2 separate regions of the Anas platyrhynchos genome follow, and region 2 is linked to region 1. The links are chromatin contacts, called in public Hi-C maps. All regions are on one chromosome and are shown on one strand. The core of a region is the stretch at or near the end of the contact, and the rest is flanking DNA. Distances in the headings are between cores, read along the strand shown. Region 1 overlaps NDUFA10 (NADH:ubiquinone oxidoreductase subunit A10). Region 2 overlaps HDAC4 (histone deacetylase 4).

Evidence for each region. Hi-C and Micro-C count contacts between places; a contact is called where the count stands out from the background.
Region 2: a contact with region 1 is called in a Hi-C map of subcutaneous adipose tissue, with 2.2 times the contacts expected there. The contact joins two enhancer-like sites. A contact is called at or near these places in 3 of 8 Hi-C or Micro-C datasets (liver, skeletal muscle and subcutaneous adipose tissue).

The regions. Positions count from the first base shown.
Region 1 is chr7:29,032,644-29,036,520 of IASCAAS_PekinDuck_T2T, forward strand. The region is part of intron 8 of NDUFA10 (NADH:ubiquinone oxidoreductase subunit A10); the gene reads left to right. It overlaps LOC140002957 (a long non-coding RNA gene), which reads left to right. Exons shown (of 3, transcript XR_011810723.1): 1 at 1-1,693; 2 at 3,123-3,219. Among named protein-coding and RNA genes, the nearest start is that of NDUFA10, 20 kb to the left of the region's middle. Within about 2 kb of position 1,523, at least 1 of the 8 cell types and tissues checked has an H3K27ac peak or open chromatin away from gene starts, as enhancers often do. A contact at or near this core is called in subcutaneous adipose tissue, where this site is marked.
Region 2 is chr7:29,336,330-29,339,899 of IASCAAS_PekinDuck_T2T, forward strand. HDAC4 (histone deacetylase 4) reads left to right here. Exons shown (of 28, transcript XM_027461718.3): 9 at 1,491-1,622. Among named protein-coding and RNA genes, the nearest start is that of TWIST2, 140 kb to the right of the region's middle. Within about 2 kb of position 2,277, at least 1 of the 8 cell types and tissues checked has an H3K27ac peak or open chromatin away from gene starts, as enhancers often do. A contact at or near this core is called in subcutaneous adipose tissue, where this site is marked.

The sequences.
Region 1 (3,877 bases), core at 273-2,772:
ACTTGTAAGGGTATTGATAGGTTTAACCTTGCACTGAAGTGGGACAAGCTTCCCGTTTTGCAGAACTTCTTCATTAGACTGCACGTACAGGTAGCGAGGTCAGAATAGTTACTGCATTTTTAAAACAGAGCTTCAGATCTATGTTCTTGTCATATTAATTTCAGGTTCTCTCATCGGTTAGTAGGAAGACAAGGAATTTTTTTTAATGAATCACTTCCCAGCTGGGTGCCCCAGCGTGTCCCGGGGCCTGGGGCTGCTCCTCCCCGGGGGCAGCACTCTGCACCTCTCCTGGTTGGACTTCCGAATTTTAGTATTTATTGTGAGAGAGGCGCTGGAATAATAAGTTAAGCCTTTTTTTAAACAAGCTTCCGTGGGAAAGAATCCCATGAACTTTCACTTTTCTGTTCTGTTACTTCAAATGCCTTCTAATATTAGCGGTAATGCTGTGCCTTTTGTATGGCCCTTCTCTCAAAGGGTGAAGGTAGGTTGTAGAAGAGCAACGTTGGGTGGCATCTAAGAGAAACAAGTCAGGATTTGGCAACTTTTTGCCTAAGAAAAGTTTTCTATATATAGTAATTAAAGAAAAGCATCTGGTGGCTTGGATCCTGTGGAACTGTGAAAATAAGACTTCCTTTCAAAGAAGACAATACAGTTGTTGCTGTTTTTCTTATAGCTTCACACCGGTACAGTTATTAAGAAAGGATTATTGTTAATTGCAGAGTGTAGGAGGGAGTTAAAGTAAAGCACACAATTAAAGAGTGCTGTATTAAGATATTGCGTGAAATTTGTACTTTGTAACTGTAGAAAGGAATAAATAGCATTGCCAAAGGACTTTAATTTTTCATTCAACCCTGGATGATGGTGAGAGGGTTTCCTTTACAAGGCTTGTCATTGCAGATAATAAGAAATTATTTCTTTTAAAGGTGGTGCGTGGCTATCTTACTAAAATCTCACAATGCAACAAACGTAATTTAAATGTTCAAGCGCTTTGAGTTTTGCTGTTTCCACTTGCCTTCAGAATAGCATTGTCAAGATTGTGTTCATATGCAGAGATCTGATCAAAGTGCTCCGTGTTTGCTTTGTTCCTTCGGCGTTGGGGTATCAGGACATTGATCAAATGCGTGACAACAGGTCCTGTGCCAGTTTTGTGCCCACACCTTGTTCAGCTGAGCAGGAAATAGCAAGCACCTTCTAACCTTACATTCAAAGCTACACTTTTTTTTTTTTAAATATTTTTTCAAGCTAACTCTACAAGTGTGGGGTAGACGTGAGAGTTAAAGCTGATAGTTTCCTATTTTTTTCCCCAATATCAAACAGAAGAGAACTTGTGGTACTCTGCCTTCACCAGACTTCCAGATGTCCTGTGCCTATACGAATATTTCCCATTTCAAGGAGGCTTTTACTGCGCTGTGTGTCCCCGGTGGGCTGCAGGTCCTGCATGCCAGCACATGCTGCCCTCTCGCGGGTGTTTCTGTTAGACTGCAGCAGGGATTTGGCCACGGTTTGGGAAATGATGGATTGCGAAATCAGCAATCCAGCACTTTGCACAGCCTGCTTGTTCTGGCTCGGGCTGTTTCAGCCCTGGTGCTGGAGGGGCGGCTGCCGGCTTGTTCCCTGGCTCTGGGGATGCCTTCCACCTCTTCACCTTCAGCTCGCACCACGCCTCTGGGAAAGGAAGGGGAATGCTGGGCAGGTGAGGATAACTATTCTGTTGTATGTATATAGGGGCTAACACCTGGAAACCCCAGCAGTGCCTCTGACTGCTTTCATAATGCAAAAACTAAGCTAATCAAACCAGCGGGCCGCACCCATACAAAATCAGGTGCGTTACAACATCTTTTATCTCCTCGCCTCGCCCTCCGGTCTCTCTCCCTTGCCCTAATAGAAAGCAGTTTGATCGTGGGATCGAGGCATGTCTTGGTAAAAGGTTAGAAACATATTTGCCTGCGTGGAAGCTGGAGGGTTCTCCCAGAGGGTGCTCTCCGCATCTCTCCTCCCTCCCCAGCCTTCGAGTCGAGCAGAAATAGTTCTGCTGGCTTTTTGCAATAGCTCGGTGCGTTCCCATGTTGCTGCCACGCTGTCTCAAGCAGGTTTTTAGCTGTGCCCTTCCCAGCAAAACTGCGTGACTGCGGGATGCATTGCGTAATAAGTCATGTTTTGGAACAAAGAGCTGTAGTTTGTGTAATGTCACCTGGGTTAATTTACCAGCAGGTGAGGGAAACATAATGCATTTGGCTTGTTTTGGTGTACGAGTCCTCAGTCAAATCTGTTGCATCGCTGCAGCTGCTTCAGACTTTGCTGTAGCAGGATGTGTATTTTTACAGGCATGTCTTTGGCTTTTTCAGCCTCCACTACTTCCATTAAAAAAAAATCAACATTTGTTGTATCCTAAAGAAAGGGGTTCTGTTTTCATCTGGAAACAACCTAGTCGTGAAACAGTTTGCCACTGTCATACGTTCAATTTTGTTCACAACTTACTATTAGTGTGCCACATACCCCGTATGGTAAATCATCCAATATTGTGTTTGGCAGTACATCAGGATATATTTTGAGGTTGTTACTGATGGATCTTGTATGAGCAGTAATTGGTGATTTTTTTTTAAAGTTGTGTTTCTTTAAATTCTTGTTGCTGAACCCGGGGCATAGCTCCTGTTCCCTTTCTTTTCATTTTGCTCTGATTAAATGAAATCTTGCAAAGCAGCAGCATGGGAGCAAACGAGGGAAAGCGACTCCTCAGCTCTATTTTGCCGTCTAATAAAGCACACTTAGCAAAGGAAAGACATGTCCGTGGTTGAACGTGTCTGATTTCAAACAGCAGGACTAGAAGTGCTCGTAAGAGGTGTACTGGGCTTGTTCTTCAAACCCTTTGTCACAGAGATTCCAAAAATCTCACTCAGCATCTGTTGTAAAACTTCTGGCACTACGGCAAAGTGCTTCCTTAGCACCTTTCTCCTTCCTTGCTTCCATCGAAACAGCTCTCTTTCGTCAGTTCCTCCTCATGGCAGCTTTTTATAGGTTTGAAGAGTTGTTTTTGCACCTTCTCACCTCTTGCAGACCTGCTTTTCTTGGAAAGCTCGTCTTTACTTTCTTGGCAAAGGCGTTGAGTGTCTGTTGCTCACCAGGGGAGTGGCCACGGTTCACCTTGGGCACGGCGTGCTTGAGCTGCCTAACCAAACAGTGGAGCTGGAGGCTGCCTGACCGAAGGTCTGGAGTGAATGGGTAAGGAGGAAATAAGGGGCAATGGGACACACATCATGGGGAGAACCAGCCTTTTGTTGTCCCGTGTGCCTGCTGAATGAGGAGGTGAGTGCAATATGAGATGGACATGAAACCCTGATCACAGTCTCTCTCACCCAGCCTTGTGTGCCCGTGGCATGAGTCAGGAGGGTTTCTCCTTTCCCCTGCTCTCACAAGTATGGGCAAAATCGTGAGTGCGGCTCAATCCCACGTGTCGTACCCTGCCCGCTGGAGGCAGGGAAGCCAACCGCAGCAGGAGGTGAGAAGCCCTGGCCGAGGTAATAAGGGCGTGAATAGCAAAGGAATGAATGCCACCCACTCCTTCGGGTTCTTCCCAACCAGTTATTGTGTTCCGGGCTGGAAGCTGATTTCAAGGTGTGCAAGAAGACCTTCTCTCTTTTCCAGTGGGATCCACCTGCTATTTCTCAAGTTACTTCCACGTAAAAGCATAGAATTTAACTGGGGATGCTTTTGTGTTGCTGGCTCCAAGCCTTTTAGGCCGGTGAGAGCTTTTAGGTAGGAAGTGTGGTTTTCTAATCCTGTGTATTGTCCCTTCGGTTTTTGCATTGACGCCAACATCAGTTGTTGAGGAGTCACGATTCAGGCTATTGAAGACAGGTTTTTTGTTTGGTTCATTGTG
Region 2 (3,570 bases), core at 1,027-3,526, 300 kb after region 1:
CAATTAACATGATTGGTCTTGATCTTTTACATGACCTAGTGGTCAAAGCCAACTGCGGGGAAATGTATCTGTAGTCAGACGTAGTTAATTCAAATCAGTTTGTAAACCCCATTTTAAGTCTTCTAAAGAAATGTAGATTATTGGCCCTGGAGTGTAGAGAGCTGAGTGTATCGGTAGTTAATGGTGAGAGCACAGGATTTGCCAGTTCAAAGGGATTAAGCTGCAGAGTTGTTAAGAGATTGAGGAATGGAGAAGATTGGGCCAGTTCACAAATCTCATAACTGTCAGGAGCCCTCAAGCACCAAAGCAGATATTTCATGTATACTCAGGAGATCACAAAGTTTACAGGGAAAATCATCTCACAGGAGGAATCTTGACTTAAGGCTTCATTACCTTTATAAAAACTTGATAAGCTGTGCAGTGCGAACGTGTTCAGCGTTGCCAGTTGTCATTAACCCGGAGATATTAGGGGATCCCAGGAGTTCTGCTTTGACTTTTGGAGAAATGAAATCTAAGGATTTGGGTACAGCAGAAGTTTCTATTTAAGAGGATATTTCAGCTGTATGGTATACACAAAGCAAGTCAGGCTGTGGTCTCAGGAAATAGATGCACACCTACTTTTGGCAGCCCAGACTTTTTGAAGTATTTGATGTGTTTTTAGATACGGTTTAATTTTGTGGCTGTGATGATGTAACCAAGTATCTCCCCAAATAAACAAACCTTCTCCGCCCTGGCCTTGGCTTTAGCATTGCCCACACTCCCATGCCCTTTTGCCTGAGTTGACGCTGATGCTCATCAGACCCAAGGCGAGGTGCTCCAGGGAGCTGAACCAGTGTGAAAACATTCACCTTTTTTTTTGTTATGTGGTTTGATTTGTGTTGCTTTTTTGTTGTTTTGTGTTATTTTGTGTTTTTGTTGTTTTTTTTTTTTCCCCATGTTTTTTCTGGTGTGCCTCCCTGAGCCAGCTCACGCTGTGGTCAGATGACTCCAAGGGTGTGGGGCTGCCCATTTCAGCAACACATCGCAGATAGCGTCCCGGCCCCACAGCAATGCTCCGTGCTGACCAAGCAGCAGCATCTCAGCTATCTCACCGATTCCTGTATTGATTTTTAGATCTCATAAGTTAGGTTCTCCCACTGGCTTGGAAGAAAGTTGGGCAGTGGCAGGAAACTGGGGAGTGTGAGTGGTGCTCTCTGATCCAGCCCAAACGAGTTCACAGTCATTAGAGACAACACGGCAGGATGATTATTATTTTTAATTTAAATGTCACTGACTTTCATTATCAGTGAATTCAGATAATATATAGGCTGGAACCTTTTCATTATATTTAGAAGTCTTTGTTCCAAATATATGGTATCGAATGACTAATTTTGTTTAGGCTTTCACAAATGATGAACTGTAATTCAGTCTTTGCATTGAGTAAAAAATCTACTGAAATGATATTAACTCAAATGCTGTTTGCTTTTCTCTTTTTTTTTTTTTTTATTCAGCATCTGAACCCAACCTAAAATTACGATCCAGACTAAAGCAAAAAGTTGCTGAGAGACGGAGCAGCCCCCTCTTGCGCAGAAAAGATGGCCCGGTGGTTACTGCTCTGAAGAAGCGCCCGCTGGACGTCACAGGTAGGTTGGGTAGGCAGCAGAAGTTGTGCTGCCAGCCACAAGCTCAGTGAAGTGTCCCTTTCCAGAAGCAATTCCTGCATCTAGTTAATTTTGCAGTCTGGATCTCTTTCTTATGTGCCTCTGAATGTTGGAAAAACCTTGATACTGTTGGTGGAGTTCACCTTCTGATGCAGGTGCGTGGCAGCAGCACAGGTCCTTGGGTACCCATCTACTGGGACAGCACTGCCGCCTCAATGAGCATCTTTTGTAGCTACTTTTAAGATGTGTAGATGCAGTTATGCCACCAGAGTGCTATTTTTTCCTGAGCATTTCTATGATCTTCAGCAACAGGTTGCAGAGAAATAAAATTTCCAAAAAGTGCTTCTACAGATATCCATGGGGAGGCCATAACTCATAACTGTCTTCCTCCAGTAGTAAATGCTTTACAGCCCTGGTATGTTTTAGGCTTTGGGCAGATTGCCACAGTTCCTTGTTAAGTAATTATGTTGAAGTTTTAAAACATGTAAGGGCTTTTTTATTTAATATACGTAGCTGGTATTTTTGACTACTTATATGACAGTTTCTTGTTGAAAAATAGTATTCTTCTGGGAATAAATTTCGTAAGGAGGAATCAGATTAAACTAGACTGTATAGATCACCATAAAGTTAATTCTTAGCACCATCTAGGGATGCCTCTGTGTAAGTACCACTACATGACTGCTGTCTCAGACTTTGATCTCCTCTTGAAAGCATGCTGTCATCATTCACACAAACTCAGAGTGAGCTCTCTTAGAGAGCCTGGTGGCTTCGGGACATCCGGGGGCAGCTAGGCACTGCTCTGTGTCAGAGCCCCTCCGTTTGCAGAGGAAATGGATTTCAACAGCTATGCATAATTTATGTCAGGTCTGGAAATCGAATTTGCTTCACTCCTCATGTACCGCTCTAAGTCACGTGGCTTTTAGGATAAATCAGGCCCTAGTGTCTGACCACTTGATCCCAGCAATGCCTTCAGAAATGGCAGTGGAAGCTGCTGCTTCTCACTGAGCGTGGACCTGGTTCAGGAAGGCAGCCTGGAGTTAAGGATATGGTACCAAAGGAAAGCACATGCTTTCCATGCAGTCAGAAAATTCCTTCAAAATGCTTAGACTCCCTGAAGTTGCTTTCCATGGAGAAGTTCAGTGTTATGTGCTCAGCTGGGTCTTACTCGCTGCTGAGTTTTCTTGATTGCAGGATTACAAGAAACCTCCCCAAATGCAGAGCCAATAAATGGCAGTAAATGGAAGCAAGGCAAATATGTATTTATTTATTTGTTTAACTTTGGTACTTTGCTGGAGGCCCTTGCAATGATGAAAATAACAAAACAGTATACACAGAATAATGCCACAAAAGAAACGATGTAAAAAAAAAATAAAAATCCCTGGAATTGTAACAATTGACTTTTATTTCTACTGGGGCGTCCTAGAGCAGTTAGGCGAGTGCTGCAGCCTGAACCATTGCAGCTGCTGGGAGATTCTTGTGGCATTGGGTAAATCCTGTGCTTGGAAAGGAGGAATGAAAAAAAAACAATGTTATTTGCCTTCCAAAACAAAAGGAGAAACACTGGAAGCTGTGCCATGCGCCAGGTGAGAGACCTTCTGAGGGAAGTTTTCTGGCTGTTGCAATTTCGTGTGCTGTCTTTTGTTTGTTGTTATTTCTGCCTCAGTAATGGGGAGGCTTTGATTTCAAGCCGGCCAACTCTGTGGTTCTGGTTAGTGAGTTCACAGGGAACGTGTTGATAAAACATACAAAGCTGAGAGGATTTTGTGAGCGTTCAGGTGATAACAGAATTATTTGGGGGCATTAACTCTGCACTGGGTCTTTCCAGTGAGAAAGTGTTTTACTCCCACTTGGAGAAAGAGTAGAGAAGACCTACCAAAAAAGAAGGCAGTGTCCTGAAGTTGACGTAGTCACTCTTGGACCCTGTCTCGTT